2 separate regions of the Pan troglodytes genome follow, and region 2 is linked to region 1. A link is a contact called in public Hi-C data. All regions are on one chromosome and are shown on one strand. The core of a region is the stretch at or near the end of the contact, and the rest is flanking DNA. Distances in the headings are between cores, read along the strand shown. Region 1 overlaps UBE2H (ubiquitin conjugating enzyme E2 H). Region 2 has its middle 42 kb from the start of ZC3HC1.

Region 1 (7,178 bases), core at 1,342-3,841:
GTGAAATCCAGACCTGTTTTTGAAAGGACAGCACAGGAGGAGAAAAGTGACTGGGACGATGCTTCCTCTCATTCAAAACACATGCAGAGTCACATCCTCATCCTAGTGTTTGGCAGTTTGAGACCGCTACCCTGAACTTAAGAGCTTTAAATATGAGGGTTGTGTTTCGGGGGGGGCTATTTTTTTGGTGTGTGTGTGTGTGTCTTGTGCTTAGAAAGGTTGCAGATTTCATCTTCACCTACCAAGAGGCGGCCGCCTCCTTGGACAAGCCGCTCATGGACCATTAGACTTGAGAAGACGACCCACGTGGTGACTGCAAAGCCCTGGGTACTTGCCTTCATGTTCTGGTTTGGTTTTCCCTTTTTCTGCTGCTCTTGGCAGCAGCCTGGTCATCATCTGCTTGTGGGAGTGGGAAATGGGTATTTTAGACCCAACACAGGTTCTAAATTTAAAACAAATAATAATTGGAACAAATAAAGGTTCTTGTACCGAGAGTGATTCTACATGGGAAAAACAAACCAGCTTTTTTCAGAGAGTGACCGAATAGGAAGAAGGGATTCAGAAATATGATGTAGTAGAACATGCCCTGCAGGAAGAAAATGTTTTCTCTCCTGTGTATGTTAAGAGGAAATCAGTTTAAAATGCCTGCTAATCAAATGTCGACTCAGCTAACCATATGTCCAGGTTGCTGCAGAGTTTCTTTCAAATCTGAGTGTTGCCTGCTGAACTCGGAGGGGAGTTTGGAGAAATTTTAGATAGCAGCTCTGTGTTCTTTTTTTGCCGCAGCCAATAAGATAATAGCAGAATTAGCCAATCCTAAAACCTTCTAAAGACGATTTTTGAGCATCCCACTGGGATTATTTAATTTTTCTTTTTGACGTGTGTTTTTAGTTTAGAAGTGCTGTATTCCACAAGGTTTAAGTCAGTGAGGTTGGAAGATACCCTATCTTTTTTATTCAAAAAGCACAATCAATCTTTCGTTTGAAAATCTATATAAAGTACAACTTGCTTTTAGCATGATTATTTTCCTAAATAAAAAGACAAAGAATTTACTTACTTTATGTTAATTACGGGCATGAAGCAAAAGGTTTTCTTTAAAAAAAAAAAAAAAAAGTGCAGTGATGTAGGGCTGTGGTTAGTTAACCGTACTGAGTTATCCATCTAGCATCTGTGGCTTGCTGGAAGGGTAGTATTAACTATTTAACATGTAATGGTGTACTTCACTCTTACCTAGCACGCTGTCTTCTCATTGCTTTGGGGGAGGGAGGGTCTCTCTGCTGGCACTGTCTAACTTGCTTACCTGCTGACTTTGCAGTTTGCTTGTGCTATGACATATATTGTAGGTGCTATTTAGGGTAGGCTTAAAGTGCTGGGTGGTGATTTGAGTTCAAACAATAAAAAATTGTATTTTTTCAATATTGTATAAACAATAGTGTTCTACTTACCTTAAAAAAAATAATGACCAGTTAAGAATTGCTTTTGATCTTGTCAAAAAACTGAATAGACCCCAGTTTCGGGAAGGTGTGTGAGCAGTGCCATGACTCTGCCCCTTACCTAATCCCACATCTCTCTAATGATAAGACATTGGCTCGCCTCTGACCAGAGCCCCAGCACCAGAGAGCGGAAGATGCAGAATTGTCAAATGACCTGCTGGGGGAGGTTGTAGGAGTTAAGCAGATTTGAGTGTGGCTGCAGAGAGAGAGTGTGTGTGTGTATGTGTGCACATGTGTGAGAGTGTGAGCGAGAGTGTGTGTGTGTGTGTCCATCTAAGTCTGTGTGATGAAGGTGGTATAAGGCTCCTCTGTTAGCACTGGAAGCTCCTGTAATTGCCGCATGGATCCCACTGTGCCCTCTTGTTCTGTGCAAGTCTGTCCTGTCTGGGCACTAACCTTGGTCCCATGCATGTTTATGTTCTGGGTGGGGCTTTGCCTCTCCACTGGGAAACTGACTTTTGCTGGGTTGAACAGAGTCCCTTATGCTTTTTGTCCTCTCCCTGCACCTGGGAGAGGTGGGAGTAGGAGCCCAAACACACAGGTACAGAAAGATCTGGAAGAAGGCCTGGCAGTGAATCCAAGGACTCTGGCCCCCAACAATAGATGGTAGCGTAAGTCTGGAGCAGCGGTGTTTCACCACCAAATGCCTTTCCAGGCTGCCCTTCCAACACTCAGGAAAGCATCCAGATCCCTGGGCAGAGGCTCTACATTCTTGGCTTTAGAGGTGGTGGCAGCGGCAGCAGGTCAGAGCCACTTCTGGCGGTTTCCCTCCCCTTTTTAGTGCCCATAGTTTTTGGATCCTCCCTTGAGTTTTACCAGCACAAGCCATTCTTTGCCCCTGTTCACATAACTGAGCTCAAGCTCTTGCCAAACACCAACAAGCAAGATGGTTGCAACCTGGCAAAATTGAATCCACCACCCTTGGGCTCCCTCTGGAAGCCCCAGCACTGGGGGGCTTTTGGGCACAGGGTCAGTGGTAGCCATCTTAGACACTGACATTTGGCTTTGTCGTCAATTTCATCACCCTCCTTGAGGTTACTGTGCAGTTTCAACCAGCATTTTATCCTAGTGAGGTCATTATCAGGAGTTGCCATATCATCTCTCCAGTACCTAACATTTCTCATCCACTTCAAAAGCTGTTCTGACTGCCAGCTGGCTGATCTAAGCTCCTGAGGAATGTCTCCTCTCAAAGGAATTTTTCCCTCCAAAGGCCCCCTGAAGTCCTAGTTGGCATTGGCCTGGCACATGCTTCATGTTAGGCCTCCCGTTGGGATGGCTGAGAATCATGAAAGACAGATCCTCCGCTAGCCTCTGTGGGTCAAGTTTCTGGACACCAAGTCTCTGGGAACTAGTGTTTGATTTTAAACGGCATGTGGCCCTTCCTTGTTTCAGTGACTTAGAAAAGTAAAAGCCATTTAAAAAAGCAAGATTTTTTATCGACTTCCCAACTGGGCTTCCAGCCTTGTTGAATGAAATCATATATCTCTGATTGAGCGCAACGAACTGCATTTCTTTGGACTTCTGAATCCATGTTTGTGCTTTCTCTGGCCCGTGAACACCTCGGCGATTCTGCTAGGGATGGGATGAGTGGGAGGAAGCCCTTTGAGAAGGGGGAGCCGGCCCTGTCATGCGCAGGTTTTCCACTCATCTGAGGAAGAGCCAGGGCTCTGAATTTAGCCTAACACTCATCTTGGCTGTGGGCTTGGGAAGAAATGGCCATTATTTACAGATTGTATTTGGTACATATTGTGTGATACTTGAAAAGATAAAAGGGACTGCCAGCCCCTAACTGAAATCTGAAGCTTTTTATCGCTTATTTTTTCTCGCCCTGTCTCCTCCCTTCCACGTTTCTTTCTCCTTGCATTGTGATGATCTAGTAGGCACGTCTGTCAACAGGACACATGCCTCCTCTGACTATAACCTCTTAATAGTTGTGTATAATGAAAACTGTAAACTTTTTTAAATAAACGTGTATATACCTTGGCAAATGGCTGGACCTTGATCAATAAGATAATAGCCCTCATGATTACTCTCAGCTGGTTTTCTAAAGTACCCTCTCTGTTCTGGCTCCTTTGAGCAGCAGACGCTGGCTTCTTTTGGCTGAGCAGCTCTTAGAATGCAGATGACTAAATTAATTTGGGAAGGGAGTGGCACCCTTAGGCAGTAAGAACCAAGAGGCTCTGCCCAGAGGCCTGTCCTTGAACCTGGAACTCAGATGCACAACTGCTGGCTATGAACGGGGCTGTGAGGCTCCTCCACTAGAGCCGTGGAAAGCCCGAAGGTCCCTATCTACCCCCATGCCTAAACCTAAGCCCTGTCAACTCACGCTGAGTGAGGATACTCCGTGGCCTGGAGTTCAAGGACAGTGCACCTTCCTGCTGGGGCTGATCTGCCTAAACAGGTGGTCTTCTGCCAAGTGCTAAGCCTCCTGGGAAATGAGGAACGGTGGGTTTTGCATGGTAAAATGCTAATTGCTGGATTAGACCATTTCGATTCCTTTCTAAAGCGTTTGCCTTTAGTTACCACCAGATGGCGATGCCGCTCAGTCTAATGGAGACGGTTTTGTTAGCAGGACCTTAAGACAAAGGAAATAGTGTTGCTTTGTTCGCGTGTTCTCATTCCAGCTCTTTTCCACTGTTTTCTCCTTATTCCCCTAAACTCCTTTTTCTCCTTCCCTACATCCTGATGCATTCGCGCCAGTTGACCCGGCTTCATACCTACCTGCCAGATTGAATGAGGTCGGGCTACTGAGGAATGGTGTGCCAGTGCCTGCTCCCTCCTCACTGGCAGGGAACCCCCCAGCTACCCTGGATGCCTCCAGAGCCCAGAAGCAAAACGTTCAATACATTCTTTGTGGGTGGCGCTCATGGACCCTTTAGCCGAAGGACTGAACCACAGAGCCATGAGTTCGAGTCCCAGCCCTTCCTTTAGCTGTGCAACTTCAGGCTCCTCACTGGGCTTTCATGGACCTTGGGTACTGAGCTGTAAACTGACATCCCTAGACTAGTAGGTTCTGACTCTGCCACCTTGTGACTCAACTCCACCCAGGCTGCGAAACAGTGCCCCGTCATAGGATAGAGTAACTGAGAGAGGATGCTGTATATTAACCACGAAACACCAGCGTTTCAACACAGGTTTAGAGTTTTTAGACTCAGAGCATTGGGGGTGTAGAGCACTTTCCAGCCTGAAGGGGACTTAAGAGGTACATGGGTCACGTGAGCAGTCATTCCATTGATCTCAATAAGGCAGCTGCTTTTAAACCCCTCCCAGGAGAAGTCTCAGTGCAGTCGCCGGCACTTGGGTCCCCCGACCTCCCCCCTCCACCAACCCCAGTAATCTCACCCAGCACCACTCACCCTCTCAGCCTCAGTCTAGCTGTTTCCCAAGTGGCAGGTGGCTTGTCACTACCTGCCTGAGTCATTGTTCCTTTCCTGGGAAGGGGACCGGGGTTTCTGAGGCACGTTGTCCTGGAAAAGAAAGCTAATGGGCTCTGAGCCCCACAGCTTTCTTGCTGGCTCTGAAGACTGCTCTGTCCCCCTGGGAATGAGTGGCTGTGACACTGGATCTGGGGGTGTCCCGCTTCCCACCCAGAACCAAGACAAAGGATTTTTCTGACTCCCACAATCCCTGGAGCTGCAGAGGCCTTGCAGCCCCCTGGCAGGCTGAGCAGCCCTATTTGTAAGTAGCATCTCAGGGACTCATCCCCCCTGAGTCCCGGACAGTGCAACTTGGGCCCAAGCCTGCTCTCTCGGGCCTCAGGGTGTACTGTGTGTGCACCCCCCAACGTCTTGGAACTGAATAGTTATCCTGACCAGGGATTTAATGTTAGAAGATAAAAGATAGGAGCATTTCCCTCTGGCTGTGTGTATGTGTGTGTGTGCATGTGTGTCTGCACGCGCGCGTGTGTGTACCTATGTAGTGAAGGGTGTTTATTTTCAAAAAAAGGGCACTTCTGTGGACCTGGGCTCCTCAGAGCTCTTTGGGGCTCAAGACTTGGCTCCCAGGACCTGGTGTCGAGGGGTCAGAGGTGGCAACAACGGACTTGGACTCCCTAAGAGAAAACTCCACCCTTCTGGCTGCCGGTACTTGGCAATGAACCTAGAAGGGGGTGCCGGATGCCAGGTGCGGCTGGCATTCAGGCCTCCCTCAGCTTCCTCTCCTGGGGTCCTGGCCACCAAGGCCAGCCAGCACGCGGCAAGAGGCTCCTTGAAGAAGCTGCGGCCTCCTTGTGGGCAGCCTTGCCTCCGCTTTCCTCAATTCTGTAAGCAGCGCATCAGGGCCTGCTGCACACCACTCGTGTGTTCACACGCATAGGACAAGGCTTTTAAAGATGCACTTCTTTTTTTTTTTTGAAACAGGATCCCACTCTGTTGCCCAGGCTGCAGTGCAGTGGCATAATCATGGCTCACTGCAGTCTCAGCTGATCCTCCCACCTCAGCCTCTTGAGTAGCTGGGACTACAGTCACGAGCCACCACGTCCGGCTAATGTTTGTATTTTTTATACAGATGGGTTTTGCCATGTTGCCCATGGCTGGTCTTGAACTTCTAGGCTCAAGCAATCTGCCCACCTTGGCCTCCCAAAGTACTGGGATTAAATTTTAAAACGAGTGTAAATTGTTCTGCAAAACAACTTTGTTTTGTAGGACTACGTGTCACTTTAAATGTTGAAAATGTAGCATCCAAATTGAGATGTGCTTTGTGAAATGCCCCCTGGATTTCAGAGTTAGCACAAAAATAAGAATGCTCTCATGAGCCACCGCACCCAGCTAAACAATGCATTTCTGCCAATTTGAAAATTATGTGCTGGTAACAAATCAGGATTCCAGAAACATGCCCTCCTCCAGAGAGGACCACCATGGGCAGGGCTGAAGAGGGCTTCCCCTCGCGAGTCTCACTCACTGCAGTGAGCCCTTCGGTGAGTAGAACAGGACATTAACTGCTTGTGCTGTGCCAAGTGGCTTAGTCACACAGTGGCATAACCATGCTAGAACCTGGGTCTTCAGGCCATCCATACGTGTTCTTTCCAAGAATCATGCTGTGCCAAGCTCAGTGCCTGTCCCCAATGCCCGCTGGGGCTGTGGGTACCTATGTCTGTGTGAACCTCATGCTGCCTGGGCCCTATGAGATGCTCCCTGGCTGACCTCCTGCCCAGGGCTCACTCTATGGGCGTGGTCTCTGAGGATCAGGACCTTTCCCCATACACATCCCCATTTCCACTGACAATGGTGTCCCCAACCTCCGGTACCTGCAGTACGGTCAGAAAATAAAACTAGATTTAACTCAAACCCACTTCCTAGTGCAGAAATATAGAAATAGAATGTGATCTACATTTATCATTAAAAACATTCTAGTAGCCACGTTTTTTAAAAAAGGTTAAATGTTTCATTTAACTCAATATATCAAAAATACTTCAGTGTGAGGCCGGGCGCCGTGGCTCAGTCCTGAATCCCAGCACTTTGGGAGGCCGAGGTGGGTGGATCACCTGAGGTCAGGAGATAGAGATCATCCTGGCCAACATGGTGAAACCCCGACTCTACTAAAAATACAAAAATTAGCCGGGCATGGTGGCAGGCACCTGTAATTTCAGCTACTTGGGGGGCTGAGGCAGGAGAACCAGTTGAACCTGGGAGGCAGAAATTGCAGTGAGCCGAGATGACGCCACTGCACTCCAGCCTGGGCAATAGA
Region 2 (7,178 bases), core at 2,885-5,384, 180 kb before region 1:
AAACATTTTTAGTTTGGCCTTTCTAGGAACCCAGTCTTCCTGATTTGATTCTTTATTTGAATTTTTTTTTTTTTTTTTTTTTTTTTTGAGACAGAGTGTTGTTCTGTTGCCCAGGCTGGAGTGCAGTGGTGTGATCTTGGCTCACTACAACCTCTGCCTCCCGGGTTCAAGTGATTCTCCTGCCTCAGCCTCCCGAGTAGCAGGGATTACAGGCACGCACCACCATGCCCGGCTAATTTTTGTATTTTTAGTAGAGACAGGGTTTCGCCATGTTGGCCAGGCTGGTCTCAAACTCCCGACCTCAAGTGATCTGCCTGTCTCAGCCTCCCAAAGTGCTGGGATTACAGGCATGAGTCACTGCGCCCAGCCTGAATTTTTTTTTCCTTTTGTTAGATCCCTTTAAAGAAGATAATTGCCTGAAATTTCATTTTTGCTACTTGACTATCCACAAAGGTAGCATTAAAAGTCGTCATTCTAAGGAATTTTTCCACCTGTGTTAGCCACATTAGGTAGCTTATGAGGATCCTATGTGATTTCTGTGTTGTCTCCTGCTGGTAAATAGAACTTCAGCGCCTTCCTCCTGACCTCTCAGGCCAGCACCTTCTTTTGCAGTACTTGGTCTCAGTGATCAGGACAGGTGGTGGCATTTTGAAGAGCCCTTGCCATTCCAGATTATTCATACCCCATTATTACAGTCCCCCCCAACCTTCAGATTCTCCTTTCACTAATTTTCTCCACCAAATCCTCTAGGATTCTGTGTTTTAACAAAGGTTGCATTCCCCATCCAAGTAGATTTTGTTTTTACCGAGAAGACTGAAGCTCAAAGACATCTAATAACTAGCTGTCATATAGCTAGAATGAGGCAGAGCCACACTGAAATCCATCTTTCCCAGCTTCTGTTCTTTCCATTACGATACAGCTGGGAATATCTTCCAAGCACTGTGAGTCTATGGTTTTCTTTCCCAAGCTCAAAGTTGAGATCTCCCTCTCACAGTAGAAAGGAATATCTTGCAGCCACTCACGGGATACTAGTGCCCAGAAGAGAGTCTTTCTCCTGGCTCCTTTTTGATTTCAGCCAACTTTAATAGACTTAACAGGTGGAGCATTCTCTTTGGGGCTTTCCTCACTTATACTCTTCTTCTGGTTGTGGGTGCCTGAGAGCCACTTCTGAATCCCTTCCATCCTATTCCATCTTAGCAATAAAAACAGCTGCATGCACAGCTTGACCATCGACAAAGGTACAAACACTTCCTTCTCCTCAGTTTTCCTTTCTATGTTTAGTTTTATTTCTATTCTAGGTTTTCTTTGGCTTTATACAGCTGCCATCTTGGTCAGTTGGCCCATGCCCTCAGAAGTGAATGCTGCATTTAAACCCTTTAATTAGAGACCATTCATTCTATCTATATCCCATACTCTCTTTTATCTCGTTGCTCCTTGGCTACAGCTGTGGTGGTTATTGTTTTTCTTGCCACAGTGCCTCTCTAGTTGAACTGACTGTTGTATAGCTGAAGCCAATTAGGAAGAGAGGGAAACAGGAACATACAAAGGCCTCTGTGTAGGACAGGTAGGTCATGGAGATTTGGTCACTTATCCAGAGATTATCCAACAAGTCAGATCATTATAATCACATACTCTTCAGCTTTCTGTACTCACTTTCTATTAGCCACCTATTGATATCCCAGTAAGCAGATATGGAGGAAAATTGTTTCCTATAGTGTGTCAGTAACAGCCCTCAAAGGGATGGTAGTAGGAACAGAAAATGTGAAGCCTAGAAGGGACTCAAGATTCACCTCCAAGGCCTTCATAGTTCTCACAGGGAAGCCAGGATCACAGAGACAAGAAAATCCTTTTTAGCCTCTGTGTCCATTTCTTAGCCAGTCTTGTCCAACCTAACTAGAACCAATGGAGCAGAAGGAAAGGCACACAAGAATAACTTGATGGCACAATGGGTTTTGAGCCAATCAGAAGTGATACCAAGGCCAGGTGCAGTGCCTCACACCTACAGTCCCAGCACTTTGGGAGGCTGAGGTGTGTGGATCACTTGAGGTCAGGAGTTCAAGACCAGCCTGGCCAACGTGGTGAAACCTCATCTCTACTAAAAATACAAAAATTAGCCGAGCGTGGTGATGGGTGCCTGGAGTCCCAGCTATTTGGGAAGCTGAGGCAGGAGAATCACTTGAACCCGGGAGGCGGAGGTTCCAGTGAGCTGAGATTGCGCCACTGCACTCCAGCCTGGGTGACAGAAGGAGACTGCGTCTCAAAAAAAAAGTGATAGCAAAACCAAGACTGCAGCTGGAGTCTACCTCCTACTGAAATGTGGGGAATCAGTCTTGAGCAGGAGAGCCTCTGAAACTTGATTTTACTACTGCTGCAAATAGCTATCACTTGTAATTACAGATTGTTTGCCAAGCACTGGTCTAAGCATTTTATCTTATTTAAGCCTCATAGCAGTCCTATGAGGAAGGTATAATTACTGTTCCATTTTTACAAATGAGGAAACAAAAGCATAAGTTAATTACTTTGTTCAGGGTCACACAGCCCAGTAAGTGAGGGCCGGGATTCAAACTCAGCCCATCAGCCTCCAAGGCAGACCCCACTGCCTGCCTTTAACCAAGGACATAGTTATACATGCATGGCGATGTTTAATTCCATTGTTACTTGGGTTGTTTGTTTTTGTTTTTGTTTTGAGACAATCTTGCTCTGTTGCCCAGGCTGGAGTGCAATACTGCAGTCTCAGCTCACTGCAACCTCTGCCTCCTGGGTTCAAGTGATTCTGCCTCAGACTCCGTAGTAGCTGGAACTACAGGTGCCCACCACCATGCTGGACTGATTTTTTTTCCTTTTTTTATTTTTGAGACAGGGAGGGTCTCTGTCGCCCAGGCTGGAGTGCAGTGGTGGGATCTCGGCTCACTGCAACCTCCACCTCCCGGGCTCAAGCAATTCTCCTCCCTCAGCCTCCTGAGTAGCTGGGATTACAGGCATATGCCACTACCGCCCAGCTAATTTTTGTGTTTTCAGTAGAGATGGGGTTTCACCATGTTGGCCAGGCTGGTCTTGAACTCCTGACTTCAAGGATCCACCCGACTCAGCCTCCCAAAGTGCTGGGATTACAGGCGTGAGCCACCGCGCCCAGCCTGAGACCTTTCTTCTGTAGATCCAGAGAAACCAGATGTCAAGGGAAATGCAATTTATCAGCTATTAAGTGATAAGAAAATCTCCCCTCCTAAGGATCGTGCCATCTCCCAAGTCTCCAAGAGCTGGGGCAAGTCACTGTAGCCGACTTGAGAATCAAGTTCAGGTATGAGGCCAGGCGTGATGGCTTATGCCTGTAATCCCAGCACTTTGGGAGGCCAAGGCAGGCAGATTGTTTGAACCCAGGAGTTCAAGACCAGAGTAGACAACATCGGGAAACCCCGTCTCTACCAAAAAAAAAAAAAAAAAAAAAGCCAGGTGTGGTGGCGTGCACCTGTAGTCCCAGCTACTCAGGAGGCTGAGGTGCGAGGATCCCTTAAGCCTGGGAAGTCAAGGCTGCCGTGAGCTGTGATCACACCACTGCCCTCCAGCCTGGGAGATAGCGCAAGACCCTGTCTCAGAAAAAAAAAAAAAAAAAAAAAAGTTCAAGAATGTGACCTCGGTGCCAGGCAAGAATGCTAGCAGTACCCACTATGGCCACTAGATGTCCCCCGTGTTCCACATCTGGCTTACCTAGCTGGCCTTGCCAACACAAGACATCATCATTCTTACTTTGTCCTTATTTTGTTACAGGGTCTCTCCCCTAACCCCACTTAAGCTCTACCAAGTGCGGTGATGGAAACAGAAAGAAACTGAAAGCATTGAAACAGTCAGCAGAGAGACAGAAATGAGAATGGGTATTTATTGAGGAGACAGAGAAGGAAAAAAAAACCTCTAAATTTAAGGTCAGAGTTGGGGCCTTGCATCCAGGAATAGTGGCTCGAGTAGCAATGACAAGAACCCGATTGAATGGGAAGTCAACCGAAAGGGAAATCCAGGGGACTGTGAGCCATTGGCAGCCACCCTGGGACACATGCAGCCCTCCCCAGGTGTCATCCTTTGGCTGATCTCAGCACCCACACTCAGGGCTGGGCCACCCCAGGGCCGACCTGCAAAGTTAGGCAAGCCACTAATGAAGCATGATGACACACTCACAGGGGCATGAGTGGTGTCTCATCACAGCCAGGGCACAGCCGAGACCCACCAGATGACGCTTTTCTTGTGAGGATTCCCAAGTCTATGACTAATGCTAATTAACCCTGACTCACGGTAGCACTGAGCACACAGAGGTCATTATCTCCACTGGAAGGAGTGGGGAAACTGAGGTGTGGAGTGGGGAAGCAGCTTTGCTCCATCAGTGTCACCAGGTCAGGAGTTGATCCCTGCCCTTCTCAAAAGCCCGTGAGGCTGTCCTTGGTAATCAGCAGTAGACACTTCCGGTGGGGCTAAGGGATAGGGCCTTTCCCCACTGCTGTTTCCACGTGAGTCAGAGCCACAGAACTGGAAGCAGAGTTGTAGACTACTTGGTCTAATCCCTGAGGACTCTGAAGGCCAGAGTGGGGAGTGAAGGCCAAGATCACACAGCAGGTTGTGGCTGAGCCACGCCTAGAATCCTGAGGCTTCTTGCTGAGTCCCCTTCTTGCACTACAGTCATCATGACAGAGCAGAAGAGAGGCAGTACCCTGTGAGAGTTAGGAGCACCAGCTCACTAGCCAGAAGTGGTGGCACGTGCCTATAGTCCCATTATACTAGGGAGGCTGAAGTGGGAGGATCGCTTGAGCCCAGGAGTTCGAGACTGCAGTGAGCTATAATTGCACCACTGCACTCCAGTCTGGGTGGCAGAGCAAGACACCTTGTTTATAAAAAAGAAAAATAAAGGGGGACAAAAAAAACCCACCAGCTCTCGGTCAGGTAGCTTGGCAGGTGGATCTAGCAGGCTCTAGGTTCCATAGCCTGGGTTCAGATCCTGGATTCACTGGTCACCAGCTGTGTGTTTCTGAGCCTATGACTCAGCCTCAGCTTCCTCATCTGTAAAATAGGGATAATACTAGTAGCTGTGTCACAGGAATGTTTTGAGAATTCATTGGCATATGTGAAGTGCTTAGAGCAGTGCCTGGCACATGAGAAGTGCTCGGGAAATAGTAGCTGTTTGTTTAAGCTGGTTGTTTAAGCCCAGTCGCCTCTCTGGCCAAGTGTCTCCAGCTTGCCTGGTCTTTTGGGACTCCTGAAGGAAGGGAGCACCAAAACTATAGGTGTTGGGATCATGAGAAAGACACATACCAGTATCTCCTCCCCAGATTGTCTGTGGTCTCAGTAGGGCTCTTTCAGCCCAGCGGCCTCCATGCCACCATCAGACAGCACAGGTGCTGGTGGATCAGCGCCAAGCCCAGCTTTAGAAGCATCGGGAAGCACCTTGGCAACAAGACATAAACCAAGATAACCACATTCCTGCCAGTCTCCATGGACCCTGGCTCCGGGCCTGGCAAGGCCACCCTCAGGAAATGGTGGTACAATGACGACAGGAAAGCTTATGACAGGCATCACCCTGCTGGGCTGAGAATACTGGCTTGTTTGTCCAGCACAGCTTACCTGAGTCACCCATTGTGGAGTCTGCAGCCACCTGGGCCTGGAGCTAGGCCAGCAGGCTGCTTGGAGTCTGGAACACCTTCTGCGGGCTGAATCTGGCTAGGGCTGGCTCTTTCTGCCTGTCCCCTCCTCAGAAAGCAGGTCAAGGCAGTTTGGCTCCGTAGATCTGGCTCCAAACAGTGAAGAGCCTGGTGGGGCCTGACAACAGTTCAGAGACGCAGAGCCTCCTCTGTGGGGAACAGAATGTGAACTGAGGCCTTAGAGTGTTTGGAAAATAAGCTCCACGAATGAGAGATGGACCGGGCAGCAGCTTCCCCCTCTCCTCCATCCCATGCCACACCCGTAGCCACTCTCTGTGCCCCACTGGTCCTCAGGGGGCCCTGGGCTCTCTTGCCAAGTCTCAGCACTGCCCAGGCCCATGTAGCCAGTCAACAGTGACTGGGCTCAACTCCCACTAACTCAACCTGGGGGTTTTCCAAAGTGAAATGAGGAACAAAATAGGTGCTATGTTTCACAGTACCAAGTTTTAAAATACTAATAAAATTAGAAAATACTTTTTCAGGCCGGGTGCAGTGGCTCATGCCTGTAATCCTAGCACTCTGGGGGGCCAGGGTGGGTAGGCCACATGAGGTCAAGAGTTTGAGACCAGCCTGGCCAACATAGTGAAACCCCGTTTCTACTAAAAATACAAAAATTAGCTGGGCATGGTGGCGTGTGCCTGTAATCCCAGCTACTTGGGAGGCTGAGGCAGAAGAATCGCTTGAACCCGGGAGGCAGAGGTTGTAGTGAGCCGAGATTGTGCCACTGCACTCCAGCCTGGGCGACAAGGCGAGACTCCATCTCAAAAAAAAAAAAAAAAAAAAAAAGAGAGAGAAAATACTTTTTTAAAAGGTACAAAAAATGAGAATGAAAGTGCCCTACCCCTTCTGGCCCTTGAGGGGCTTTCTACTGGAGGGACCATTTGTGGCACAGTTGGCAAGGGCACCCAAGAAGGCCAGAAGGGGACGCCCATGGGTGGGGACAGGAGGCACAGGAAGCAGTGTTTTAAGGTAGTGATCCCACAGGCCTAAGAAGGTGGCTCTGTTCCTCCAAGGAGTACTAAAGAGCCGTCATAAAACAGTACTGACCGGGCGTGGTGGCTCACACCTGTAATCCTGGGAGGCCAAGGCAGGTAGATCACTTGAGGTCAGGAGTTCAAGACCAGCCTGGCCAACAGAGTGAAACCCCGTCTCTACTAAAAATACAAAAATTAGCCAGGCATGGTGGCATGCATCTGTAATCCCAGCTGCTTGGGAGGCTGAGGCAGGAGAATCGCCTGAACCTGAGAGGCGGAGGCTGCAGTGAGGCGAAATCGTACCACTGCACTCCAGCCTAAGCAACAGAGTGAGATTCTGTCTCAAAAAAAAAAGAGAAGACTGTCCTAGGGGACTTGGGATATGCAAGCTATGTGTGCTCAGTGCTCAGCACGAGGTGGTGACCTGGCGTTGGGGAGGCCCGAGCTGGAATAGGGAGCCTGGCTATCTGGGTGCCCCACCCTGGTAACTGACCTTGGGCAAGTCAGTTTCCATTTCAGTCCCTTT

Evidence for each region. A called contact is a pair of places that touch in the nucleus more often than the background predicts.
Region 2: a contact with region 1 is called in a Hi-C map of stem cell-derived neural progenitor cells, with 7 times the contacts expected there. The contact joins two enhancer-like sites. A contact is called at or near these places in 5 of 7 Hi-C or Micro-C datasets (blood, induced pluripotent stem cells, a lymphoblastoid cell line and 1 more) and 1 of 1 datasets of contacts at active chromatin or transcription factors (stem cell-derived excitatory neurons).

What each region holds. Positions count from the first base shown.
Region 1 is chr6:145,188,699-145,195,876 of NHGRI_mPanTro3-v2.0_pri, reverse strand. UBE2H (ubiquitin conjugating enzyme E2 H) reads left to right here. Exons shown (of 5, transcript XM_003318791.7): 5 at 1-3,481. Among named protein-coding and RNA genes, the nearest start is that of MIR183, 59 kb to the right of the region's middle. Within about 2 kb of position 2,591, at least 10 of the 24 cell types and tissues checked have an H3K27ac peak or open chromatin away from gene starts, as enhancers often do. A contact at or near this core is called in stem cell-derived neural progenitor cells, where this site is marked.
Region 2 is chr6:145,368,582-145,375,759 of NHGRI_mPanTro3-v2.0_pri, reverse strand. No RefSeq gene overlaps it. Among named protein-coding and RNA genes, the nearest start is that of ZC3HC1, 42 kb to the left of the region's middle. Within about 2 kb of position 4,134, at least 3 of the 24 cell types and tissues checked have an H3K27ac peak or open chromatin away from gene starts, as enhancers often do. A contact at or near this core is called in stem cell-derived neural progenitor cells, where this site is marked.